Regions from separate parts of the Mus musculus genome. Here region 1 is linked to region 2. The links are chromatin contacts, called in public HiChIP or PLAC-seq maps. All regions are on one chromosome and are shown on one strand. The core of a region is the stretch at or near the end of the contact, and the rest is flanking DNA. Distances in the headings are between cores, read along the strand shown. Region 1 holds the start of Gpr135 (G protein-coupled receptor 135). Region 2 has its middle 16 kb from the start of Daam1.

Region 1 (6,077 bases), core at 3,022-5,521, 260 kb before region 2:
ACCCTTAAGGCCACCCCCAGTGACCCATTTCCTTCAGTGCCTCTTCAAATTCTAAAGGTTCCCCAAAGAGCACCACCAACTGGGAGCCAAGTATTCAGATATTTACATTAACACATGGGGAACATTTCGTACTCAAATTGGCAGGGATTTCTTTTACACCTGCCAGTTCCTCACTGCGCTGCGCTCCTTCACTGGATCCTGGCTGGCGCTATGCCCTCTCACGCTCATCCCGTGCTCCCAATTAGGTGACCCCAGATTTGGTCCTCAGCTTCCTTCTTCTCTTCTTTCTCCAATTAGATGCCACTGAACAATTTTGTCTACTTCCTGGGCTTTGGTTCTTGACCATCTGCTGAGATAAGTCTCAAACCTTCACCCCTGCCCTGTTTGTCCTGTACCTCTGTCCAGTCTAACCCTTGAATGGTTTGCTATACTCATCTTGAAGTAGCTGTATCCAAGTATCTTAAATTCTGCTTATTAAAAGCTCCTCCCCCTCCCTTCCTTCTCCCCCCACTCTCTTTCTTTCTTTCTCTCACACATGTATTTTTCTCTTAGTTACTTTTTCTTTTGCTGTAATAAGACACCATGACAAGGCAACTTATAAAAGAAAGCATTTAATTTGGGACTAACAGGTCAGGGCTAGAGTCTATGACTGTCATGTTCGGGAGCATGGCGACAAGCAAGCAGGCATGGCTCTGGAGCAGTAACTGGGACTTACAACTTGGTCCAAAAGCAGGAGGCAGAGAGAGAGCGAGCGGAGAATGAAGTAGACTTTTGAGGTTTGCCTTCCCTAGTGACACATCTCCAACAAGGCCACACCTCCTAATCCTTCCCAAACAGTTCCACCAATCAGTGACCAAGCACTCCAACACAGGAGCCCACAGTGCCATCCTCATTCAAAACACTACACTCTCTTTTTCTTCACCTGTGTTAGTGGTATAAATAAGGCACTTCCAAGCTAGAAACCTGCATTGTCAGGCTATCCATTCTACCTCCGAATTATCTTGTATTCTCTTTCTCCTCCCCACTAAATACTGCCTTATGACTCCAGGTATCAGTTAGGAATCAGAAGTTTCTTTGTTTTTTGAGACATAATGTTGCTGTGTAGCCTAAAGTTCCCTCTTAGGTTTCTGAGCTTCTAGACCCTCTCCCATGTGCTCCCTTTTCCAGGTAAGTTAACTAAAACACACATCTGACTTTGTCACTCACTTCAAAACCTTCCTCTGCCTGAAGATTGACATGTCGCTTTCCCTAGTTATGAGACTGAAGAGGCAAGCCTTAGAGACACCAGACAACTGGAGGAGTTTTTTAGTATGATCCTGTTGTCTTCTTTTTCAGGAAGCAAAGTGTGGAGATTTCAAAGCTGTCATAGTGGAAGTTGCAGGACAAGCCCATTACACAGGGACAGCAAACTTGACAGTGGAAGATGGTGACCCACTAAGGGATGGCTTTCTTCTCAAGTGACTTTTTTTTTTCATAAGTTTTAAAGGTTTTGCTTAGAAAGTAATTACCTTTAAATTGTGTTTTCTCTGTATTATGTGCAAACCAGTATCCAGTTACACTTACAGGCTAATTTTTATACTTTCTAAAAAGTATGTTTAGTATACTGAGTCTAAATGTAAGGTATTATACTTCCTATTTGTCAACCTTTTGAGCATAAATGTCGCTAATGGGGCAAACAGAGTGCCAAGAATCCGGAAACTTTTAAAGCATTAGTATACAAGGCAAAATTAAAGCACAGTTACTTAATCTATGCTATGGAAATGATAATACTTGTAAGTTTTTTTTGATTGCTAGCTTCAGCTATAAACCACACAATAGTAAATGTTGTGAGTTTGTTATTTTAATGTTCCAGTTTGAGTAAAATAAAGGCATCTGTAAGTATCATGCTCATAGAGGTGGGTTATTATAATGTTCTCAACACTTGCCATAAATAATTTTGGAAGGATCAAAAGGAGTCAACTTCTTCTTCTTCTTTTTTTTTTTAAGATTTATTTTATTTTTATGAGTTCACTGTAGCTGTTTTCAGACACACATCAGAAGAGGGCATTGGGTTCCATTATAGCTGGATGTGAGCTACCATGTGGATAATGGGAACTGAACTCAGGACCTCTGGAAGAGTAGACAATGCTCTTAACCATTGGGCCATCTCTCTAGTCGCCCCAGGAGTCAACTTCATTGACAGATATTGTTATAGCTGCTGCTTGGGTATTGATTTTGCTACAAAGCCCTCATTATCTACACCAACTGGTACCCAAGTGCCACAAAGTCACCATGTAATGCTGCAAAGACCAGCTGGTAACCAAATTTTTGCTAGCTCTTTAGATGGAGCTATTTGGCTTGGGTGTGGTAGTTTGCTTATGTGTTTTGTTTTTTGTTTGTTTGGTTGGTTTTTTTTGGTTGATTTTGTTTCCTTTGGTTCATTAACTGGTTCTAAGGATTGATTCTACAGCCTCAAGCTACATTATTGAAATACAGCTGTGAGGTTAAAAATTAATCTATAAACCTTGTGAAACAAATCTCACGCATTTCTGAAGAGGAATGAGGATGCTCTGAGGGGTAAGGACTGGGCTCCAATAGGAATAGAGAAACTGGCAGAGAAGACATCGGTGCAGATAAGGAGATAAGTGAACCAGGATGGTATGAGGTCCCTCTTGCTTGTTTGAACCAAGTCCCTGTCTGTGGGCCTTGTTTGGTAAAGGTCAGCTGATAGTTTCACTACACCTCCTGTCTGAGTTAAGGTTTCCCTGCTGTGAACAGACACCATGACCAAGGCAACTCTTATAAGGAGAGCATTTAATTGGGCCTGGCTTATGTTAGTTCAGAGGTTCAGTCCATTATCATCAAGGTGGGAACATGGCATCATCCAGGCAGGCATGGTGCAGGAGGAGCTGAGAGTTCTACATCTTCATCTGAAGGCCACTAGGATAAAACTAACTTCCAGGCAGCTTAAAGCCAACACCCATAGTGACTCAGTTCCTCCAACAAGGCCACACCTCCAAATAGTGCCATTCCCTGGGCCAAGCATATTCGAACTACCACACCTCCATAACATTCAGTCTCCACAGTACAGCACATAAATGCTGTCCCGTGAAAACCTTACACATCTCCCATTTACCACCTCCCACACCACTTGCATGGAGCCTGGAATTCAGACACTGTCACCTTCAGGGTTAACCTCTTGCCACCACGTTTGCATTCACTGTATCTCTTCTTCCTTCTCCTCCTCTGCTCCCCACCCCCACCCGGACCCCAATAGTCCAATGTGGTTTGGCATAAAAAGTTTTTATCTACTCCTCTAGCAACGATCTCCATTGAATTTCCTATTAAAATAAAACACTCATCTTGTAATGTATTTGTGTTTTCCTAAGACTTAAAGTCTTATGGGGCAGGGTCTTTTATTTGCTGTTTATTTGGGTTGTTGCAGCTGCTGCCATCCAATGGTGGATACAAAAATACTGTCAATCATCCTCGAATGGAACAGCCCCTACCAACAAAGAACACAAACGTGATGATCTAGCCCAGACGCTGTAAGGCTGATTCTGAGAAACCTTTAAATGCACTTAACTAGTTACCATCCAAAGCCCCGGCCCTTGAACAGTAATGACATCTTCCTTCCTAGATCCACATTCCAGTCCTTGAGAACACCTGTTCAGAAACAGGCTTAAGCGGGAAGCCCAACCTCAGGAATGTTCAATGTGAGCAAGGAGTCTACTGAAACAAATTTGTTCCAGCAGTGATTTTCCAAATGTGGCCCTTGGATCATCATCATCCTCACTATCAATATGAATTCTTGGTACTCATCCCAGAGCTACATTGTCTGAAACTGAGATTAGAACCTAGTCGCTTGTAGCATGACTGATTCTGTTGCCCACTCAAAATGCAGAGGTACTAGAATACCCCACCCCTACCATGTTCAAGATCTCCAGGTGTGGACTCTTTTTCCTTTCCTACCTGTGGAGGCCAGAGACGCCCACAGCAGCATCCCCTCCCCACCAGGGCATCTGTGCTGGACAGGAAGGAGCAAGAGCGCCTCAGCTGAATCTGCCATTCGTTTGCGGGGTGGTCTGGCTTTCTCCGGCCTGCCGGGGTGCCAGAGGTGAACCATGCCTTCTCTCAGACTAGCAGACCCGTGGCTTGGTCACCCTCAGGCTGGGAAAGGAGATAAGGTGGGCCGGCTCTCCTGGGGTACACCGCTAGCGTCCCGCCCCGCGTTCCTGCGTAAATAGGCGGTTCCCTCGGCAACGCCTAGAACCCACGTCAAGGTTCCACCAGTCCCGAGTGGTGACCGAGTCCCACCCACTCCCCGCAGCTGCCGTTCTGGTCCGCACAACCTTTCACCCTGCTGCGGGATGAGCAGAGCGGCGGCCTGCGTGGAACCCCATGGAGGAGCAGGCGCGGCCGCCTGGCCGCCCGGCCGCGAGTGCAACCTTGCAGGGTAGCGCGCATCCGGGAGGGGCGGCTTCCACGGCCACTGCAGCCGCGCTGTCGTTCAGCTCCGTAGCCACGGTAACGCTGGGAAACCAAAGCGATGCGGGCAGGCCGGAGGCAGCGGGGTCTCGGGGACCCGCACCGCTGCTATGGCACGGGGCAGCGGTGGCCGCCCAGGCGCTCGTGCTCCTGCTCATCTTCTTGCTGTCTAGCCTGGGCAACTGCGCGGTGATGGGGGTGATCGTGAAGCATCGGCAGCTGCGCACGGTCACAAACGCCTTCATCCTGTCGCTGTCCCTGTCGGACCTGCTCACTGCGCTGCTCTGCCTACCCGCCGCCTTCCTCGATCTATTCGCGCCTCCCGGAGACTCTGGGCCCTGGCGCAGCTTCTGCGCAGCCAGCCGCTTCTTCAGTTCGTGTTTCGGAATCGTATCCACGTTCAGCGTGGCGCTCATCTCGCTGGACCGCTACTGCGCCATCGTGCGGCCGCCGCGGGACAAGCTGGGCCGGCGGCGCGCGCTGCAGCTGCTGGCAGGAGCGTGGTTGGCTGCGCTGGGCTTCTCCCTGCCCTGGGACCTGCTCAGGGCACCCCGGGAGCCCCCCGCTCCGCAGAGCTTCCACCGCTGCCTTTACAGAACCTCCCCAGACCCTGCGCAGCTGGGCGTCGCCTACAGCGTGGGACTGGTGGTGGCTTGCTACTTGCTGCCCTTCCTACTGATGTGTTTCTGCCGCTACCACATCTGCAAGACCGTGCGCCTGTCGGACGTGCGCGTGCGGCCGATGACCACTTACGCGCGCGTGCTGCGCTTCTTCAGCGAGGTGCGCACAGCCACCACCGTGCTCATCATGATTATCTTTGTCATGTGCTGCTGGGGTCCCTACTGCTTCCTGGTGCTGCTGGCCGCGACCCGGCAGGGTCAGGCCACGCAGGCTCCCTCGCTGCTCAATGTGGCGGCTGTTTGGCTGACCTGGGCCAATGGGGCTATCAACCCGGTCATATATGCCATCCGCAACCCCAACATTTCCATGCTCCTAGGACGCAACCGCGAAGAAGGGTACAGGACTAGAAACATGGATGCTTTTTTGCCTAGCCAAGGCCTAGGTTTTCAAGCCAGAAGTCGCAATCGCCTTCGAAATGGCTGTGCCAACAGGCTTGGGGCTTGCAGCAGGATGCCTTCTTCCAACCCAGCTAGTGGGTCAGGAGGGGAAGTGGTCATGTGGGCTCGAAAAAATCCAGTTGTGCTCTTCTTCCGAGAGGGTCCACCGGACTCAGTTATGGAAGTCGGCAAACTGCATAATTCTGAAACCAGGGACAGCAGCATTTAAGAAGGGCAGGGGTGGACAGCTTGTACATTTCCACCCCTCTCATTGAATGATGTGGGAACCCGGGGAGAATCGTTTATTTAAAACTAAACATAAAGCCAAACATTTAAAACTAAAAAGACAGAAATGGGAGGGTTACTACTTCATTCTCAAATTTAAAATGTAAAAGAACATTCCCTTTCTTCAAATGCGGCCAAGGGAATGTGAAATGCAAAAAAAATAAAAACAATCTTAAGCCACACAACCAAGCACTTTAAGGCGTAAGTGCTAAAAAGCAACAAAAAATAAAATTCACCGTTATTGAAGAGCTCGTGTTACAGGAATCA
Region 2 (5,449 bases), core at 2,068-4,567:
CTACAGATTTTCTATAACAGGCAAAAGCCGGATTTTAGCTAATCCTTGTTTTGATAATAGCTTACTGGTACAAGCAACCACAGAAGAAATATTTCAAAATTAAATATTATAATCTCATAAGCCTTTCAGGCTTACACTTTAAAATCTCCATATTCCCCACAAAGAGATCTTGTAGGAGCTGGAAAGCTTACGGCCACAGAGGATGGCTTAAGACAAATTGGGTGTGTACATACAAAAGCTGGAGGTAGGTTACAGAAGTATGCATGCATGCTTGACCTACTGATCATCAAGTAAGAAGAATTCAATTTGTAGTCAAACATAAAAAGAGTAATAACAGGTTCTAGCACTGCCTAGTTCAGAACATGTCTTACTGGGCTTGACAATCCACATTCAAGAGCTGGGGACATAGCTCAATTGGCAGAGTGCTTGTCTAGTGTGGTAGTTTGAATAGGTTTGGCCCCATAGATTTATGTGTTTGAATGCTTGGCCCATAGGAGTGGCACTATTAGGAGGTGTGACCTTGTTGGAGAAGGTGTAGCCTTGCTGAAGGAAGTATGTCACTGCAGAGGTAGGTTTTAGGTTCTCCTATGCTCAAGCTCTGCCCAGTGTGGAAGGAATCCAGTCTCCTCCAGGCTGCCTTCTGATCAAGATGTAGAACTCTTACCTCCTCTAGCACCAAGTCTGCCTGCCCAAAGTCATGCTTCCTGCCATGATGATAATGATCTGAACCTCTGAAACTGTAAGCCAGCCCCAGCTCTATGTTTTCCTTTATAAAAGTTGCTTTGGTCATGGTGTCTCTCCACAGTCATTGAAACCTTAATTAAGACATTTAGCATGCGTGAAGGCGGAGTCCCATCCCCAGTACTGCATAACACAGGTCTGGTGATGCAAGTCTGTCATCCCAGCACTCAAGAGGAAGAGGCAGGAGACCCACAAGCTTTAAGTCATCCCTAGCTGCCTAGCAAGCTTGAGGCTATGTTTGAGCTCCATAAGACCTAATCTAAAGAAAACAAAATTTACATTCACATCTAAAATTCTTCCTTCCAAGATTTCTCTTCATAGACCAAGGTCTTCCTGTGGTGAATATTGAATATTCTATATATTCTATTTATGATTCTAATTTCATTGTTCCCCTTTCTTTAAGGAAATACACTCACTTCAAGTTTTCGGCAAAATGGAGTATTTTTGATACTGAATTTCCTTTAGCTGTATTGGCCAGTGATGGTCAGAACTCTATTGTCTTCCCTGGGTCCCCCTTTATTCTTTCGTAATGTGGTTGTCAATTAGTGAGCATAGTCTGTCTACAGATGTGACAATAATGAAAGCACACAAAGACTGATGAGAAGCCACCTGATGTGGCCAGCAGAAGGCAGCTGGCATTGATGATAAATACAATGAATCATTTTTGAAGGAAACTAGACCTTCATGCTCCATAGTGGGGCAAACAGCCATGCAAATCAGAGAATCAAACATACTCCTGACCTTGAGGGACTGAGAGGTTATAAAGATCAAAATAAGAGGAGATCTCTCATCACACCACAGGCAATGTCAACAGAGAAATCTCTTAGCCACTTCAGTGAAGGTTAGAGAGAGAAGTATTTTGAAAATGGAAACTGTCCTGTTTAAAATAGATGGAAAGACAATGGCTTGTTGCTTGGTGGCACCTGCTTACACTTCACTCGTTAGAACGTGACTGTCAGGTAGAAGTGTAAGATAAGCCGATGCCTGCCTGCTTCAAGACTTCTGAGTAGCCACATCTAAACCCGAGCAAAGGCAGTGAATGGGAAAATGGTTGGATAGCAGACACTAGGCTGAGGTTAGGAGCAAGGAGCTCTGGTACACCACAGCAGAGTGCTGACAGACAGTTATGTGCTGTGAGTCACAAAAGGCCAGAGGAAAGGATGTTCACCGTAAAGAAATTATGTAGAGGCTGGAGAGATGGCTCAGAGGGCAAAGAACTTGTCAAACAAGACTGACAACCTGGGTTTAATCTCCAGAACCCAGGGAGAGGTGGAAGGAGAGAACCAAGTCTACAAAACTGTCCTCTAATGTACCCACTCCATACACACATCATGAACACAATAAAGATTAAAATAAGGAACTTAAAAAATATATTTATTTATTATTATATGTAAGTACATTGTAGCTGTCTTCAGACACACCAGAAGAGGGAGTCAGATCTTGTTACAGATGGTTGTGAGCCACCATGTGTTTGCTGGGACTTGAACTCTGGACCTTCGGAAGAGCAGTCGGGTGCTCTTACCCACTAAGCCATCTCACCAGCCCAGGAACATTTTTAAAAGACAAGTGGTAATATGTATTCGAGGAGATACCACATAGCCTATACATACAGGGAACATTATGGGGTAGCCCATTAATGTGTAAAATGTTTATGTGCTTATAAATTAAAAGTTTTTTTTTGTTTTTTTGTTTTTTGTTTTTTGTTTGTTTGCTTTTAGCTGAGGTTGGGGCTAGAGAGATGGCTCAGCAGTTAAGAGTATCGGCTACTCCTGTGGAGTTTTTAAGTTCAGTTCTCAGGACCCATGTACCAGCTCAGACTGTCTGTAACTCCAGGTCCAGGGGATCCAACATCCTCTTCTAGGCACCACTGGTATTGGGTAGATTCATACTCTTATAGAGACACAGGAAAAGCACTCATGGCCATAAAATAGAAAGAAATAATAGCCTAAAAGCTAATATTGCAACTTATTTCTCTAGCCTCAGCAAATATCTAGAAAACAGGTCTGTGATTTTATTAAACTGATTTTGCCTTAAAATAGATATAATTAAAGTAAGCTAATAATTTAATTTGAAAAAGTACATACAGGAGAAATCAACTTTAATATATCTTGATTAACCATACACACGATATTATTTTAAAATACAATTTAAGAATTAGTCACTAGATAGTTTGTAAAGTCTTCAAAATCAGTATATATTTTACACATACCCCATGTCTCAGTCCAGACTAACCTTACTTAAGGTAGATCAATAAACTCTGTGGGGCCAGTATTCCCACGGGAAACACGGCTAACCTAGAACTGTCAACCCAGAGGGGACTCTGTGTCCTACAACTCAAACTTAATGGAGATTTGTGGTATTTCACTTCCTTGCTCCATTTCCACCTGCCATGGCCAGAAACCTGGAACAGACAGGAAGGGAACAGTTTCTTTACATTTAGAAAGGTTTGGGATTTCCAAGGATGATCAGGGAACCCTTGTATCATCTGAGGAATTTAGGGACCTGAGAGAAGTCCTTTGTCAAAAGCAGGCTTTCTTTGTGATGGATCTGAAGCATTCTTTGCATTCTGGGGAATTTGATTTATGTTCTGGCAAACAGCTCTGCTGTCCTTGCGAGGCCTGGGCCTGGCTGTTTGCGCTGTGTCCTCTGTAGTTTGGATTGAAAGGAATTCATCCTTCAGCCCACGCCACCTTTCTTATCTGGGACTACCTGAAATAATGCCCCTCGGAAGCATTTCCTTCTGCCTCTGGTCTCCTTTAAAGGGCCCCGGCTCTTCCTTGAGAGTGGAAGTGAGAACAATGGATTCCATCTCTCTGGTGTTTGGACTTTTTCAAAGCCGACTCACAGGCACCACACTCTGCAGTCGGCCAGGATTGGCACTTTCATGAGGAACTGACTGAAAACTGAAAAATCTCAGCGATCTGACCAGTCTCTGGCAAAGGTTTTCACATTTCAGTATGCAAAGGGATCTATGAGGGTGCCCAGAGCGGGGGCAGTTTTCAAAATTAATTAATTAATTATTTATATTTTTTTCCTGAGACAGGATCATGTTATGTAGATCATGCCATCTTGAACATGCATGTCCTGTTCGTCTGTTTGTTTGTTGTAAAATTAACGTTAGACGCATCTAGGAAGAGGAAACATCCGATTGGCGAGCTTGGTAGGCATTTTCTTGGTTAACGACTGATGTGGGAGGGGCCAGATCACTGCGAGCAGTGCCACTGGGCACCAGGGCAGGTGATCATGAGCCAGAAAGCAGCATCCCTCCATGGCCTCTGCGTCAGGTCCAGCCTCCAGGCTCCTGCTTTGAGTTCCTGCCCTATGTCCCTCAGTGATGGCTAGCTGTGAAGTGAAAAAAAACCTTTTTCCTCCACAATTGGTTTTTGGTTTGGTTTGGTTTGGTTTGGTTTGGTTTGGTTTGGTTTGGTTTGGTTATAGTCTCTGTCACAGCAGTAGAAACCTAACTGGACATTGTGCGTTCTGTGTAACACTGGCACCCTTAAACTTACATCTTTCTACCTTCTCAAGTGCTAGGCTTACAGGTGTTGCGCTGCCATGACCATAGGAAGAACAGATTTGTCTCCTCTTCCTCCTTCTCCTCCTCTTCCTCCTTCTCCTCCTCTTTCTCCTTCTCCTCCTCTTCCTCCTTCTCTTCTTCCTCCTTTTTCTCCTCTTCCTCTCCTCCTCTTTCTTCTTCCTCTTTCTCTTATCATCGTCGTCATCACCATCCTCATCCTCATTAGCCGCGGCGGCGGCAGTGTTATTATTATTAATTTTTTAAAGAAAGGGTCTCACTGTATAGCTCAGGCCGGCCTGGGATTCCCGTACTGATGAGTCTGCCCTTGAGCTCACAGAGCTCCGTCTGCCTCTGGCTCCTGAGTGGTGGGATGAAAAGTTTGTGCCACCACACCCGATATGGAAGTTTATTTTTAACAAGCTCGTCTGCCGCTTCTGAGCCGGGTGCCCTTCCCCCGCCCCCCCCCCTTACAGTTCAGAAACACTGGTGAGGGCTGGAACCCAGGTTCCCAGACCTTGAACTCATTGCTTTGTGCCTAGCCTTGCATTTTACCACGAGCTTGGGTTCGGTTTCTTTGGCTCGGTAGAGGGTTTGCCTGGACAACGTGAAATCCGGAGTGTCTGTTTGTGGGAAGGTTTTCTGGACACGTGTTTATAGAATGAGAGCAGTGTGGGCGCTAAATGGAAACACTGAGCACCACAAGAGGAGCAATTTGCTACTGACCTTTCTTGTCTACACACACTCAAGGTTTTAGGGTTTTTTGTTGTTATTCATTAACTTTATTTTTAATTGGTAAGGCTTCTTCTTCTTCTTCTTCTTCTTCTTCTTCTTCTTCTTCTTCTTCTTCTTCTTCTTCTTCGATAAGTTAGAAAATACAGCTAAGCAAAAACTTACCCATAAACCCAGAAATCCTCACTATCTTAATGATCCATTAATATAACTGCCGTTCTTAAACTTTAACCTCAAACTTTACCGTAAGCTTAAAAAAATGTCTGCCTCTATTCGTTTTTTAAATTGTGTGTGTGTGTGTGTGTGTGTGTGTGTGTGTGTGTGTGTGTGTGTAGGCATGTGCTTGTGGAAGTCAGAGGACAACTTTTCAGACTGGCTGCCCCCTTACACCTCACTGAGGCAAGGGGATCGATCTGATCTGCAGTGAATAACAGGCTGGCTGGCCTGGGAACTTCTTTAAAG

The links. HiChIP or PLAC-seq counts read pairs in DNA pulled down with a chosen protein or histone mark.
Region 1: an H3K4me3 HiChIP or PLAC-seq map of embryonic stem cells shows a contact between it and region 2, with 8 times the contacts expected there. The contact joins the promoter of Gpr135 here to the enhancer-like site in region 2. A contact is called at or near these places in 16 of 39 promoter capture datasets (the HPC-7 cell line, HPC-7-derived erythroid cells, the SN4741 cell line and 11 more), 15 of 484 Hi-C or Micro-C datasets (CD4 T cells, CD8 T cells, the G1E-ER4 cell line and 10 more), 26 of 115 datasets of contacts at active chromatin or transcription factors (the 230-238 cell line, astrocytes, bone marrow-derived macrophages and 14 more) and 3 of 9 other capture datasets (adipose tissue, liver and pancreatic islet).

What each region holds. Positions count from the first base shown.
Region 1 is chr12:72,069,295-72,075,371 of GRCm38.p6, reverse strand. It overlaps Gpr135 (G protein-coupled receptor 135), which reads left to right and starts at 4,271. Exons shown (of 1, transcript NM_181752.2): 1 at 4,271-6,077. The coding sequence starts at 4,381. The coding sequence ends at 5,754. It overlaps Gm3225 (predicted gene 3225), which reads right to left and starts at 4,198. Exons shown (of 2, transcript NR_168042.1): 1 at 3,952-4,198; 2 at 3,357-3,484. L3hypdh (L-3-hydroxyproline dehydratase (trans-)) reads left to right here. Exons shown (of 5, transcript NM_026038.2): 5 at 1,336-1,944. The coding sequence ends at 1,461.
Region 2 is chr12:71,811,924-71,817,372 of GRCm38.p6, reverse strand. No RefSeq gene overlaps it. Among named protein-coding and RNA genes, the nearest start is that of Daam1, 16 kb to the left of the region's middle. Within about 2 kb of position 3,317, at least 14 of the 459 cell types and tissues checked have an H3K27ac peak or open chromatin away from gene starts, as enhancers often do. A contact at or near this core is called in embryonic stem cells and trophoblast stem cells, where this site is marked.